Regions from separate parts of the Zea mays genome. Here region 2 is linked to region 1. The links are chromatin contacts, called in public Hi-C maps. All regions are on one chromosome and are shown on one strand. The core of a region is the stretch at or near the end of the contact, and the rest is flanking DNA. Distances in the headings are between cores, read along the strand shown.

Region 1 (7,259 bases), core at 3,060-5,559:
AGCTCAGTGAGGGACTCTTCAATCCCAATTAGGGATGGCAACGGGTTTGAAACCCACAAGAGTACCGGGTTTAATAGTAAACCTGCACCCGCACCTGTTACCCGCGACAGGTATAATATGCTACCCATATCGGTGACCCGCGGGTATACTCACGGGCACATAATTATACGCATATATTTATATATATCATCTATATATACATATATCTATACACACATATAAATATACATATACATATAATATATACACACATATATAATTATATATATACATGTGTGTATATATATATATAGCTTATGTATTAGGAGCCCTGGGCTCTCTCTAACTAGAGAAAGCCCTGACCCTCATCCGACCAGCCCGATGCACCGTCTGATCCATTCAATATAACGTCAACGGACTTTTATGCTTTGTTGTACACAAGTTTACGCTTATTTTTTCATACTGTCTGAAACCTCATGTACTATCATATAAAACCGACCACGGCGACTGCTTTGCCCGAGAGGACTAGGGTTTCGGCGGCGGCGGTTGCACGAGACGTGAGCGAGTGCGGGTAAGCAGGCACGACGGGGGCGAATGGGCTTGGTCGCGGACGCCTCCCCATGAGGACACGGGCATGGTGGTATGGGACCTTCCCACTAGCCATCTCCTTATGCTTCACCTCCACCGCCGCCGCTGCCACTGCCGAGCTCCATTCCCCGATCTGAAGCACCTTAAACCACCGCTCTGCCTAGATCCAGATCCACCCAGTGCAGCGCGGCCGACTTCGGTGGCAGAGACGCTGCAGGAGCTGCTGCTCGACTTCAAGGCGTCCCTGCAGGACCCGTCGGGCGCTCTACTGCAACTAGTCGCACGCCCTACTGCAACTAGTCGCACGTCGCCTGCGTCACCAGCGCCACTGCGAACACGACCATCTCGGTCTCCATCTCGCTCCAGGGCCTCGACCTCTCGGGCGAGCTCACCGCCTCCTCCCTCTGCCACATGCGGGGCCTGGTCGCGCTGAGCCCGCGTCCCATGGCTTCAACCAGACCATCCCACTGCAGCTATCGCGTTGTGCCTCGCTCGCGTCGCTCAACCTCAACGTCGGCGCCTATGGGACCCGTTCCCTGAGCAGCTGGCCATGCTCACCTTGCTCATGTCGCTCAACCTCAGCCGCAACATCTTCGAGGGCCAGGTGCCCGCCGGCCTCCGCGCTCGGCGGCATCCTCCAGGTGCTCGACCTCGGGGAGAACCTGCTCTCCGGTGCGCTTCACCCGACGCTGTTCGGCAACCTCACCAGCCTTTTGAACTGTAAGATTTTTTATTCTTTAGTTATACAATTCCTAGTAGAGACAACTTATGTATTACAGCTATGTGTTAGGGAGGGTTCACGAAAAAGAATGAATTTTGTATTCAGCATATGTGCATAATAGGGCTTTGATTCTCAAGTCCTGCAATATTGGAAGTATGCATAACAGAGTTTATTAAAGAAAGAAATGTCCTCACTTGCTGGCAGTTTGTCCATTGTATTTTTGTAAATTAGGTTATATATGTCATAAATTTTTAGCCCTATTTATATATTCAAATAATGATTCAATTACTAAACACAAACTCATTCATACATGCAGCTTCCTTTCTTTTATTGTCAAATTGTACTGTGTATGATAACTAACTATACTTTGACAATTTGATTTTGAGTGATAAGTAGCCTACATCATTTTTACACTGTGTAATTTCAAGAAAAATATAGTAGTGTCTTTTCAGACATCAGCAAGTTGAGTATACGTTGAAATCATCGTACAAACAAAAGAGGGTTGTTAGTCATGGTTTCCTTGAACTACCTGATCAACCACTTCATCCTCAACGAACATGTTATGAGGTACAAATACACATTTACAGTTTCCTCAATGAACTTAGGTAAGCAGGGGATTCAGTGTAGCATAGCTTTAGATTAAGGATTCAATTGAAAAGAGAGTTGAGTTTTATTGTAGCAGGGTAGGTATTTTTGCACCTTTTCGTCGTAATCTGATCTTCTAACTCAAGAGATTTTTATTTTGGTAAACTGATCTTCTAACTCAAGTTTGGATTCAGTTTAGACTGTAGGTTATGTTAGTCATAACAAGCTAGAAAAGATGATCATATTAACAAAGAAAGATCATATTAACAGTTCATGTTATGTTTGCAGATATGGACCTCGGTGGTTTTCTCCACATCAGGAAACCTGGAAGAGCCTTTTGAACTCAGTTTTTTTGCTAACCGTGGTGTTATGGTGAAATAGAGTTTTGTGTGTGTGTGTACCAACAACTAAAATGTAAACACGACATTATCATAGTTGAGTACAAGAATAATTATCTCTTATATCTTATTGTAAAATCTGAAACAGTTCTCCTATAGATGGTTAGCTTGCATTTTACGCTACAATTACCTCAGATCACTTCTTATTGTATCTTACACAATTTACGAAATTTCTTGATGTGTTTTATGACAACCCCGTGCGCTGAGAGATACATTGGGTCTACATTCGTTATTATGAAACAGATGAACGATTTACGCTAAAATTCGTACTCATTTACGTTGTTTTGGTTCACAATTTATGCTTAAATCCGTTTGAGCCAGAACCCGCGCACGACCGATGGCGAGCGATTTTTGCGTTGTAAATTTGGGCTCCATTCGCTATTACGAAACATATATACGATTTACGCTAAAATTCATACTAATTTACAACGTTTCGGTTCACGTTTTACGCTGAAATCCATTCAAGCTAGAACCCGCGCTCAATCGGCTGCACATGATTTTCACGCCGTAATTTCGGGGCCCATTTGCTTTTACGAAACAGATATACGATTTACGCTAAATTTTGTAACCATTTACGCTGTTTTAGATCACGTTTTACGCTAAAATCCATTCGAGCCAGAACCCGCGTACGACCGGACGCACGCGATTTTCACGCCGTAATTTCGGGGCCCATTTGCTGTTACGAAACAGATATACGATTTACGCTAAATTTCGTACTCATTTACGTTGTTTTAGCTCACGTTTTACGCTGGAATCCGCCCGAGCCAGAACCAGCATACGATCGGACGCGCGTGGGCATACCTGACTGAGGCTTCCCATACTAATGGAAGCCCTGGGCTTCCATTACCTCCTCCATATATATATATATATATCATTGCAGGTTTGCGGGCACGAGTATAATATGCCCACGAGAAAAAAAACGCGGCAGGTTAAGAATGAAACTCACACCCATACCCGTGGGTATAGACTCACACCTAAACCCGCACCCTATAAGATTTTTACCCGCCTTGCACGCGAGTAAAATGTGCCCGTTGTCATCCCTATTCTCAAGGTCTATATGCGCCATGACAAAGTGAGTCTTTTGAGTTTGGTGTTTCTTATACTCATAATACATGTTAATGAGGTGTTTCAGTGACGCTTTATGAGAGCAGTGCTGCTGGGACCCACACCTAAATCGTTAACATGCTTTTAAGGCATTTGCATCGTCTTCTCGGTTGTCTTTAGCTTTGCCTTTTCCATTGCTACTGTCATTGGCAATGTTACTGATACTATCATTTTGTGATGTTTTTTTTGCAACCACCCTCTAGGCCCTAATTATTGTGATGCCCATGGTCCCTTCCTTTGGTGCCCCCCCCCCCCCCTCTATGAGACTCGAAGTTGATATGTGCTTCGGAAATGATGTGCACAATAAGGCTATTTTCAGCGGTGTTACTCGTTGTATTTTCTATTTTAAATATCACTGTATAAATAGTACAAAACAATGTTTTGTATGACCAATATACATGATCTGATGGTCAAAGGCTAACATTCGGGTACATGTAAAAAAGATGGGGAGAAGTGATTTTTTTTACGAGTAGAGATTTCTTCGGGACAGATGGTAGATACCGTTGTTGGGCCCAGCAAAGGTTGAGTTTATTCTCCTCCAAAACAGCGCCAGAGATTGGGCCGTAAGACAAGAGCGGGCCACGAAAGGAAACCACGGCCCACGGGTGGTAACCACGTCCACGCCTTTCCGCCAAAAGCAAAACCCAGAGCGCATGCGCATCCAGATTCCTGTCTTCTTCAACAGAGAGCAACCGCGGCCGCTACCTCCGCCACAGCCCACAGCTCCCTCGCACTGTATCTGCATGCAACAACACGCTCTGCAGCACGTCTACCCCGTGACCCTCTCGGCATCTCCAGTGTCCAGAGCTACAACAGATGGCCGTCAGTTATGTCCGCGGTGATGTTGTGCACGAAACACCGAAGCAAAAGAAAAAAGAGAACGACGACGTCGTCGCCGACCCAGACGCCGCATAAAGGAAAGCTTTCTCCGCACAAGAAACCAAACCGTGACGCAGCGCAGCCATGGGGAAGCAGCTCTGCGACATGCACCGCTCGCGCCGCCGCGCCCGCATCGTCGCCGCCGCCCTCCTCTCCGCCTTCGCCGCTGCTGCCGCCGCGCTCACGGTGTACCTCGTCTTCCGTCCGCTGAAGCCGCAGGCCTCCGTGGTGCGCGTCGCCGTGTACCGCATGGCCACGGCCGCCGGGAACTCCTCGGAGGGGCGGGCCCCGCCGCCGTACACGCTCGCGGCGAGCGCGCGGTTCACGGCGCTGCTGCACAACCCGAGCGACCGCGCCGTGGTGTTCTACGACGGCCTCTTCGCCTACGTGACGTACCGCGGGGAGATGGTGGCGCCCCCCGCGCCGCTGCCCGGGGTGGCACAGGGCCGCGGCGCCGACGTGGCGCTGTCGCCGCATTTCGGCCTTGGCGGCGCGGTGCCCGTGCCGGTGTCGGCAGACGCGGCGCAAGCGCTGGAGGGCGACTGCGCGGCGGGCCGCGTGGAGCTACGCCTCGTCGTCATGGGCCGGGTCAAGTACATGAGCGGGCCATTCAGGACCGGATGGCGCGGGCTATACCTGCGCTGCGATGTCACCGTCGGCCTCTGGGTGGACGCCACCGCGGGCGACGACGGAGCCGGGGACGTGCCACTGCTCGAGTACCCCAAGTGCTCCGTCGACGCTTGAGTTGATCCTTGATCGGCGCAATGCATGAGCGCTCAGATGATCAGATTTTCAGAATTCTGGTGGAGAATAAGGAATTGGGAAAAACATTTTTCTGTGTCCACGCATGCTGATTCATACATTTATACGAGCCGTTTAGTTTTTGTCGCCTTACTGTTCCCTAACTCGTCAAATTCGATACGCTTTATAAAATTTCAAGAACAAAAATGTCCTGCTTTAAATAAACTAGTCAGTTACTCGTGCGTTACGATGGTTCACAACAATATTCACATAAATTATCCACTAAAAAGATCTCAATATTTTTATTAATTGTCTTCGCTCTTCGCATAATATTTTTTATAAACATACGAGTATTATAGGCAACAAATCAGAGATCTCATCCCTCGTCTCCCCCACTTCCAAAGTTTCGTAGAGTAGGAGGGTAAGGGAAGAGGCGGACATACATGTCCGTTGCCGGAGAAGGACACGACGAAGAACTGAGCATCTGAAGGCGACATAAGTAGTATACCGCTAGATATATAGGGAGAGAGCACGCAAGTGGAGAAAGAAGTCCAGCCGGAGCAGCTCCAAACAAAGAGGCACCCGCACCTGGCGTCAATCCGAGAAGGGCGAGATAATGCGAGTGTCTTCCCAGCCCTGGACCCGCCGAAGCGACACAAGACCACATAGCTATGCCGACTGCTGCCACGCTACGGGTCTTGGTTGTCCAATATCTCAGATCTGGACTCCCCATCGTCAAGATAACCTAAGTGCGGCAGGCACCACCATGCTCTCCTCGAAGACACGCACGAGAGCATGACCGACTCACCTCGTACCCGCGTCGACGAGCGTCGGTCGGCTCGCGGCTGCGACCGTGGGCGGGGGCAGCAGGTTGGGGAGAAAGAACAGGGCGAAGGCCGGCAAGATGAATGGGACGTCCGAGACGGCAAAAATGATGGTGCGCGCATGATGTGATACGTCCTTATGGACGTGCAATAGCCACTGCGCGAGTCAGCGTCGGACAAATACGGGGATGAGATGTATGCTCCTACGCCCTCCGCCGAGAATGTGGTGGTGCGAAGGTGGAGGCATGAGGGGAGAGAGAAAAGAAGTAGAATGACGAACGAGAAGGTGGCAACTGGGCCAAGTACCATCATTATCGTGCGGAGGTATAATTGGCCAGATGGGCCGTGTCTAGCGAGCCGGTCCGAGGCACGACCCATTTAATAGTGTTTGGGCCAACCTGACACGAGCACCGTGGGGTGCTTGGGTCGTAGCCTCGGCCCGTAGTGCTGGCCCGGCCTGACACGATTATTTTCTTATTTTATAAAAAAATCATATATACATATGTACAATTTATATTTATTGTTATAAACATCTAAGCATGATGTTCTACTGGTTAGACAACTTCGTCTAGTGTCTCCCACCCTTGTTCCATCAGGGCGGCCACGCCGCTTTTTAACATAACCCACCTTCTTCTCCGCTTTTTAACATTTTACGCTGAGTTGATTTAGAAGAAATATAGTGACTTTTTTAAAAAAAAGATGACCGTTGAAACATGTGCTTTAACTAGAGTTGTCATTTCTATGCATGCATTCTGATTTTTTTAAAAAGTTATATGCATGTATGTCTTTTGCATGCATTCTGATTTTTTAAAAAAGTTATATGCATGTATGTCTTTTGTGATAACACCCATCTCAATCTATCTCGATGAATCCCATTTCCCAAAACAAGTTGTCTCTTCGAAGTCTTATCATTACAATACTGAAGATGGTTCTTACACAATGGTTCATCTACGTCATGCCTACAAACATTCAAACAACAAACTCAACTCAAGAGATCTTACTGTAAAATCCATCCGTTGTCGTTTCTTATCAAGTGAAGAAGGCCTCTCTGCAATCATATTAGATTTAGGAACAATGAGATGAGATTGTCAATCTACGACGTACCTTTTTTTTGTCTGGAGAGGTTTTATTCTAATATTTCACCCTTTCATAGATAAGGAATTGTTGCCTCGTACATGTCGTAGTTTCATGATAATTAGAATTGTTATAGTAAGAAAAATTGTAGAAGCATACACATGTCTCTATCTTATTCATGCAATTACATGGACCGTTCATTTTAACGGCTCCACTTGCAACATGCACTTTACCTTTCGGCAGGTAACGTGAACTCAACTGGAACAGTTAGGACGTGTTTGGGAGCAGAGGATTGAGGCGATAATGGAATAATAATGGATTTTAGCTCTCTCAACACTCTTTGATTCGTTTGCTCTCACCGGAAGT
Region 2 (7,697 bases), core at 1,477-3,976, 140 kb before region 1:
TTCTTTCAGGAAACATTTTAATTCTTCCAGAGTGGGTAGAGAACCTGAATAAGAAATTGTTAAGCTAAATGGGAACATAAAAATGCCCAAACAAATGGGTAAAATAACAGAGTGAAATACATCAGCATCTTTGAGCTTGTCCAGAGATGCATGTAAGTCCTGGAACTATTAATTTGCAGTTTCACATCCCTGAACTTGCTAACATCCAAGGTTCAAACCCAGCTTATTTGACATCCCTTCGCATTATCTTCTTCCTTGTGGCCTCTCTACAGTTCACGGCTTGTTAGCGACTTAGCGTCCACGTTAATATAAAATGCCTTGGTAACATCCAGCAACAAAAGATTTACCACGGGTTCCCGACATCTGGAGAATCACTTGCATGTCTGTTTGAGTTTCTGCGGGTGGAGCTTTTCCAAAAGCAGGTTTCTTAGAAAAGCTCATCCAGACCTGCTTCTGGGCTTATCTGATTTTATAGTAGTATAAAGTCAGTTTTGCAGGCTTGTGGCTTCTCAAGAAACTTCTCAGAAGCAGGCTACTTGTTTCAGCTTCTGGCTTCTGAGAAGCCAAAGCTACAAAAGCTCAAACAAACTGGGGCATAGGAAGCTCATAGACATGGAACTGAAAATTAATAGTTCGGGGACCAAGATGACAGCCTAGAACAAGTTTGGTGACCACTGGTACATTTGACTGAATAACATACAATCCAGAAAGAATAGAATTAAAATGCACCTGTGTCTAACTCCAAATTTAGAGCAGGCAAGGTCGCCGCAGCAAGAGGTGTGGCCAATGGTAATTTTTTCTTTAAAAAATCGTCATGTGATGTCGGTACTGCTCCCAGATTCTAGTATAATGAATACTTCAGCTATCAGCATGTCATACATATTTAAGTTACTAAGGATAAAAAGAGAGGTCGTAATTAAATTACCTTATAGTCATACAATGGGGCACTCCAAGCCACTATCTTGGGAGGGCTTCCCCATGAGAATGACCCATTAGATAAAGATGATTCAACATTGGCAAGAACATCACGCACTCTATATTCAACTTCTTCTTCTGTAAAAACGAGACCTGCTTGTACCTGTTACGCTCCACCAGTGCATGCAACATTGCAAGCAGAAGATACTTATGTTAGATAGTCAGATGTGAACTTACATGTAAACTCTTAAGCTCAATGATCAATATAAACCTTGCATAGTGACCTCATTCACAAGCTTCAGCACAACATCTTCAGCGTTTCCCAGGCCTATGAGCAAATCAGAATCTTGAGATTTCAACGTCATCTTAAGATCTTTCAGAGCAAATAGCAGCAGTTCCAGCATTTTATCTGAATAGCCTGCAAGTGAGGGGGAATTATATAGATGCTTAGTGTCAGTGATGCTACTAGTTTTAACAGTGTGGAAGTATGGCTGGTGACCAACAATTCATTGACAATTAACAACCCCCATCCTAATTCTGCCAACAGCGAAAGGGCCTCTAGCTGAGTTGGTTAGGTGGTCTGAGTAGCACTCCTCAGGTCTGGGTTCGACTCCCTGTGGGAGCAAATTTCAGGTTGTGGTTAAAAAAAAAACTCCTCGTCTGTCCCACGCCAAAGCACAGGTCTAAAGCTCAGTCCCGGTCGTGGTCGTTCTCACATGGTCTTCGATGCCGCTGTGTACGGGTGGGGCAGGGGTTCGGGGGTTTTCTCGACCTGTGTGAGAAGGTCTTCTTCTTAATACAATGCCCGGGGGCTGTCTTACCCCTCGCAGGTCGAGTTTTTAATTCTGCCAACAGAACTATAGGGGAAAAAATAGCAAACGGGTGAGTTTAAGATGTCCTATAAAAGATGGACATATTTGCTGTGCAGTCTGTAGTATGCTGCAACTTAGACAATTGCACTATCCACCATCAAAACGAAAGCCAACAGCACAATGACAAAAAATGTGCAAATCACTGTCCACTGTCCTATAAGTCACTGTTACGATCCCACTGTAGCAGGAAATCTAGAACAATAGGCTGATGTTGCATGCAGCCTTAACTTGTGATCTTAGCACTTCTGGCCCGGGATTTTGGTGACAGTACTTCTCCCAAGAGGCAGCAATCAGCAAGCACAATGCGGTCCACGGCAGAAATGGTTTCAACATCTAATAGCTTGTGATGAAAAGCAAGCAGCACATGCACATGTTTAATGCCCACTAAAGTTCACGGTATCAGCAAGTAGCGAGTTCCACAGTGATGGCAGACAGTCTCGATTAATACTTTGAGTTAACAGTGGATACTATACATGCTCAGTGTTCAACTTCAGCTTTGGTACCACGTTGGATGCACGAGAGACGGTACAAAGCCCCATCACAGCGCGCGCAGTATTCCCAAATTCCATACCCCCAACACTCAACCGGATCGGGCGTCTAGCACCAACACAACCAACATTACCGGCGAGGATGCGTCGGTCGAAGACGTAAAGCGGCACGACGGGGCGCCGCGGCTCCGAGACGGCGGCGGCGAGGCCCGGGTGGTCGTCGATGCGGAGATCATGCTTAAACCACACCACCGCGGCAGCGCCCCCGTCCCTCACGGGGGTGGGGGCATTGGAGGCGACGATCCGGACTCGGCATCGGTTCCGCAGGACCCGACGGTGGTGGGGCGGGGCAGGGAGAAGCGGCCCGAACCGTAGCGCAAGCAGAGCCATGGGAGGGGCTGCGCGGAGGCGTCAGCTGTAGCAGCGGCAGCCATAGGCGGGGAAGAGCGGGGATAAGAAGGGCGGGGCTAGGGCGCGCCCATGGCGAAATTGTGGCGGAGGGCGGCTGCTCGGAATCGTGCGTGAATTTTCTGTGGCGGAGGACGGCGAACGCTGCGGCCAGTACAGTACAGCAGTGCTGCAGTGGGGCGCCGCAGCCGCAAGTCCGCACCTGCAGGTTCGCAGCAGAGGCCAGGGAAACGCGCAACAGAGCAGCTATACATGTGCAAACGGCCTGCCGGTCCGGCCCGGCACAGACCCAACCTATGCTCTGCTCATACCGGGCTACAAGAGAAGATTTTCTGCAGTTTTGTCCAGTAGACTGGGGTAGATTGTGCTTGAACTGGGCTATGGTCCCCGGGTCCGCAACAGATTGTAAGTCGATCACGAGACCGCTGAAGCTAAATAAACGGTAGACACGAAGATTTGTGCATTGTCTATAAATTTATTGTCGAAAAATCCTCGGCAAACCCATTCTCATAGCGAAGTTCTATTCGGAGATTGAACTGAATCATGTTTGCCACATGGGATATCATAAACAGAGTTCAATTGAAGTTAGTATTGCAATAGCTTCCTCCGTGGTCCGGGCACAGCAGGATCCCCGGTGCTTGCCAACATCTCTCCCCTGAAGCCTGAACGCTATATGCAACTTATAAAGTACTCACGACCGACAAGTCACGGTAATTTTCACGTCAAAAATAAATATTATTCCTGTAATGCTCGGAATCCCGACTGATAGCACAGGGTTTGTGTCTCATGGAAACCATGTGCAAGTTTCTTTCTCATAATAAGATAAAGACTTCAGCAAATCAACAGCAGCTGGAGTCTTGCCCCTAAGTTCTCTCCATGCATTGACTGGATGTTTGTCATTGTGTTATCTCCGAGGATGTTTATCCTTCTACGACTTCTTAACGTCAAAACCACACTTGTGTCAGCACCTCCACGGCACATGCGGCAGACTCTCTACTTCCGAGGCACCAGACGGTCCGACTGAACACTGAAGGCAACAAGCAAGCAACGGAGTCCGCCACGCTTCAGACGGTCCAAAAATCACAAAAATAATGTTTGAACAGATCCTAATGTTTCAACTACCAAGGCACCAAGCTATTAAGGGTGCTGTTCGAACCAGAATTGAGCCGGCGGACTGTCCGGCCCTGAGGCCGGACGGTCCGCGCCTGTGGGCCGGACGGTCCGCGCGTGCGCAGAACAGATTAGGGTTCCGAGTTTTGTGCTACGGTGGTTAGCTATATTCGCGGGATTAGCTCGGAATCAGTTGTGTAAAGGGTCCAGCCCCCTTCCTCTATAAATAGAGAGGTCTACGGCCGATTTGTAATCATCAACAATCAAATCAATACAACTTTTATTCGCATTTTATCCTAGGAGTAGTTCTAGTCTAGTTTAGGTTTAGCCTCCCAATCCCCAAATTCTCCGCCTCTCCTCGACTCTACGTCGATTAGAGGAGTCTAGGTCGGCCTGCCCGAGCCTAGACACCACCTAGGATCTCTACTCCCCGACGGGGTCCCTCCCGGGAGCGAGATCCAGGCGCCGTCGGCGATCTTCCGCCGTCCCTGCGTACGTGCGGACCGTCCGGCCCCAGGGCGCGGACCGTCCGGCCGTCAGGCAGAAGTCCCAGCCGCGCACCAGGCCGCGGACCGTCCGGCCCCAGGCCGCGGACAGTCCGCCCTTGCGCAGAGAGCACCACCGCGCCTCGCACCAGGCCACGGACTGTCCGGCCCCTGCGCGCGAACCGTCCGCCCCTGTGCAGAAGGCACCGCCACGGTTCTTGTTGAGTGTTTGGCGCTCCAAAAAGGCGTCAACATACTTTTGGCGACTCCGCTGGGGAAGACATATCTAAGCTCATCAAATCGGCCCTCAATGGCCGGTTCAAGGGATAGCTCTGATATTTCTCCAAGCAACATTATAGAGCCGACTTGGGAAACCTTGCCGGCTGACGAGCAGCTCCAGTTCGAGGAGCACAAGGAGCGGATGATCCAGGAGGCGAAAGCAAAGTTCTTGGCCAACTTCAAAGTGGACAGGAACAACAAGGTCGTCCGACATCGGGCGACGGATCCGGCTTCGCTCCAACCCACGCCAGATATCCCCAATGTAAGTAATACCAACGATCTGCAATCTCTTAGAAATTATGTAGAAAATCAGCGTGAACAAATGCAGAACATCATAGGGGGTATGCAAAGCGATCTTAAGAGACTAGTACGTGCATTTGATAAATCTAGTACCGCAAATTTTCCTTCCCACGAGGTTGAGTTAGGAGATAACGCGTGTAACACATCGGCTACAGGTTGTCACGACCAGTCACAACCCCTTTATGGGATGCCGATGGACACATACCCTAATCAACCGCAAATCGGCAGCAAACCAGCCGATCTGCACATGCCCGGACCGTCCGCACGTGAGCGCAGACCGTCCGGACCAACAACAGTCGGGCCGATTTTTAATGAGTTACCTAGATATGCGCCCGAACCTCCACACACGACGCAGAATCTAAACTACCCAGTCGGACCGTCCGCGCACAACAACGGACGGTCCGCACATAACCACGGACGGTCCGGGCCAATGTCCGGACAGTCCGCACATGACCTTTTTGAGGAGGATTGTTACCGGAATCCTCACCCGTCCCAGCAGCACTTCCCATCGCACTATACAATGCATCAACCCATTAATTCAAGATCCAGAGCCCAGGAAAGCTTTCCGGCCCCAGCCAGGAGGCCGGAAAGAAACGATCAAACCTATGACCCATATAGGGCAAATGAAAATGCACCACATGACTCAAACCAATGGGGGGAAAGACAACATGCTAATATCCAGCCGACCCCACCTATGTTTGACCAGAGAGCCGGTGGTCTCGCACCGGCTGCCATTGATATAGTAAGGGAAGAAATAGCCGGGGCGTTCCGAGATAAGCTCGGAGTAAGCATGGTCCCTGGGGGGCAATCATATCAGAAACCTTATGACAGCCGATTTGATCACCACCCATACCCACAGGGAACCAGGATACCCGAATTCGCAAAATTCTCGGGTGATCAAGGAAAAAACACACGCGAACATATAGGCCAGTTCTTAGCACAATTAGGAGAATTGGCCGACACAGAGGCATTCCGCGTACGTTTATTTTCATTGTCACTAACAGGAACCGCGTTTGCATGGTATGCCACTTTACCTCCTAATTCCATTTCATCATGGGGGGATCTAGAACAAAAATTTCATGATCATTTTTTCTCTGGTGACTATGAGTTGGATTTGGTAGATTTAGTGTCGTTGCGACAGACAAAAGATGAATCGGTTAATGATTACATCCGGAGATTTCGAGATGCAAGAAACCGATGCTTTCAAATTCATTTAGCAGAGAAACAGCTAGTAGGATTAGCCTTTAATGGTCTGCGATATTATTTAAAAGAAAGATTAGAAGGCATCCAATTCTTTACGCTAGCACAATTACACCAGAGAGCTTTGGCTTGTGAAAGCCGAAGCAAAGAAACTACTAAAACAATTCGTCACAACGTACATGTAGTAGAATGCGATCAAAGTAGCTCAGAAGACGAATCAGCAGAGGTGTATGCTGCTGAAATGGTTTGGCCAAAGCAGGCCAAATCTTCGGCTTGTGCCTCCTTACAGCCGGTTCAAAAGAAACGGCAAGAGGAGGTTAAGTTTACATTTAATGTTGGTAAGTGTGATAGAATATTTGATGAATTACTTAAAAATGGCAACATTAAAATAAATCACACTGTTCCATCCACCGACGAGCTAAAACGTCGTGCATATTGCAAGTGGCATAACTCATTTTCTCATGCCACTAATGATTGTAATGTATTCCGTCGACGGATTCAATCGACCATTAACGAAGGACGATTGAAATTTCAGGAAATGCAGGTGGATACAGAGCTCTTTCCGATGAACATGATTGACTTCGAGGGCAAGAAAGTCCTAGTTCGGCCACACACAGCCGATAAAGGCAAAGAGACAATCATCGGCAATGCTAAAGAGGCTGATGTGGATCGTAAAGTTTCTTGCAGGAAAGTGGTGGCCGAGAAGACTCCCGATGGAGGGGAGACCCTAAAGGTGACCATCACAGCCTCCAGTACCGGGGGGCAAGCGCGGACAGGGAGACAGATGCAGGAGCCCGTGCTGCGTATCCCGGACGGTCCGGCACGTAGGCGCGGACGGTCCGGGACCCCACCGGACGGTCCGGAGAGCTCCGGCGGACGGTCCGGCCGTACTCAGGAGTCACAACGTCCACGTACTTTCAAACCACGACGACCAGAGATAGGTACGTGGAAAACAAATACATTTAAAGCAGCTGGTCGGTTGGTTAAAGCCGGCCCAACTTTTGATCAATTATTGTCTAAATACGTAAAAAAGAAGGCCGACCCCAGTGACCGGCCAACAAAGCGACCCCGCTCACCCATTCATGAGCAGCGCCAGGTTAGGCCGATTGGACCACCCCACCAATCGGAAGAAATGAAAGGTCATACTATACAAGTGAGACCTAACATACCTGCATGGACACCTCCACCTCCATATCCACCTATGCCATATCCGTACACATATTTACCTTCGCCATATGTCCCAAATCAAATGTGGGGCATGCCACCATATCCATTTGGGATGTCACAGTATCCCGCCTGGGGGGCACCCCAAACATCTGTTTTCAACAGGTTGACGCCACCAGTACAAGACCGATTGAGCACTGCTCAATCCGGTCACCAGGCACAAACCCAACAGGATTGTCGGACTACTCGGCCTTCAAGGCCGACCAATCCGGCAGGGGGGCATATGCCTGCAGCAACTCAAAAAACAACAAAAGGGGACATCATCAAAATAGGCACCGCAGATGTTGTCATACAGGGAGACAATAAAGGGCCGATGGTTTTCGGCGAATCGGCCAACGCAACCGAAAAGGATACGGCTACCATCAAAACAGCCGATCAAAAATACTCCATGCCTCGATGGTGCCCAGCGGGATTGA

What was found. Hi-C and Micro-C count contacts between places; a contact is called where the count stands out from the background.
Region 2: a Hi-C map of ear shows a contact between it and region 1, with 2.9 times the contacts expected there. The contact joins the promoter of LOC100191423 here to the promoter of LOC100501311 in region 1. A contact is called at or near these places in 3 of 25 Hi-C or Micro-C datasets (ear, leaf and tassel).

What each region holds. Positions count from the first base shown.
Region 1 is chr7:149,207,955-149,215,213 of Zm-B73-REFERENCE-NAM-5.0, reverse strand. It overlaps LOC100501311 (Late embryogenesis abundant (LEA) hydroxyproline-rich glycoprotein family), which reads left to right and starts at 4,309. Exons shown (of 1, transcript NM_001196063.2): 1 at 4,309-5,088. The coding sequence starts at 4,339. The coding sequence ends at 4,998.
Region 2 is chr7:149,344,989-149,352,685 of Zm-B73-REFERENCE-NAM-5.0, reverse strand. It overlaps LOC100191423, which reads right to left and starts at 2,726. Exons shown (of 14, transcript NM_001136856.2): 1 at 2,410-2,726; 2 at 1,200-1,333; 3 at 926-1,078; 4 at 730-841; 5 at 1-44. The coding sequence starts at 2,665.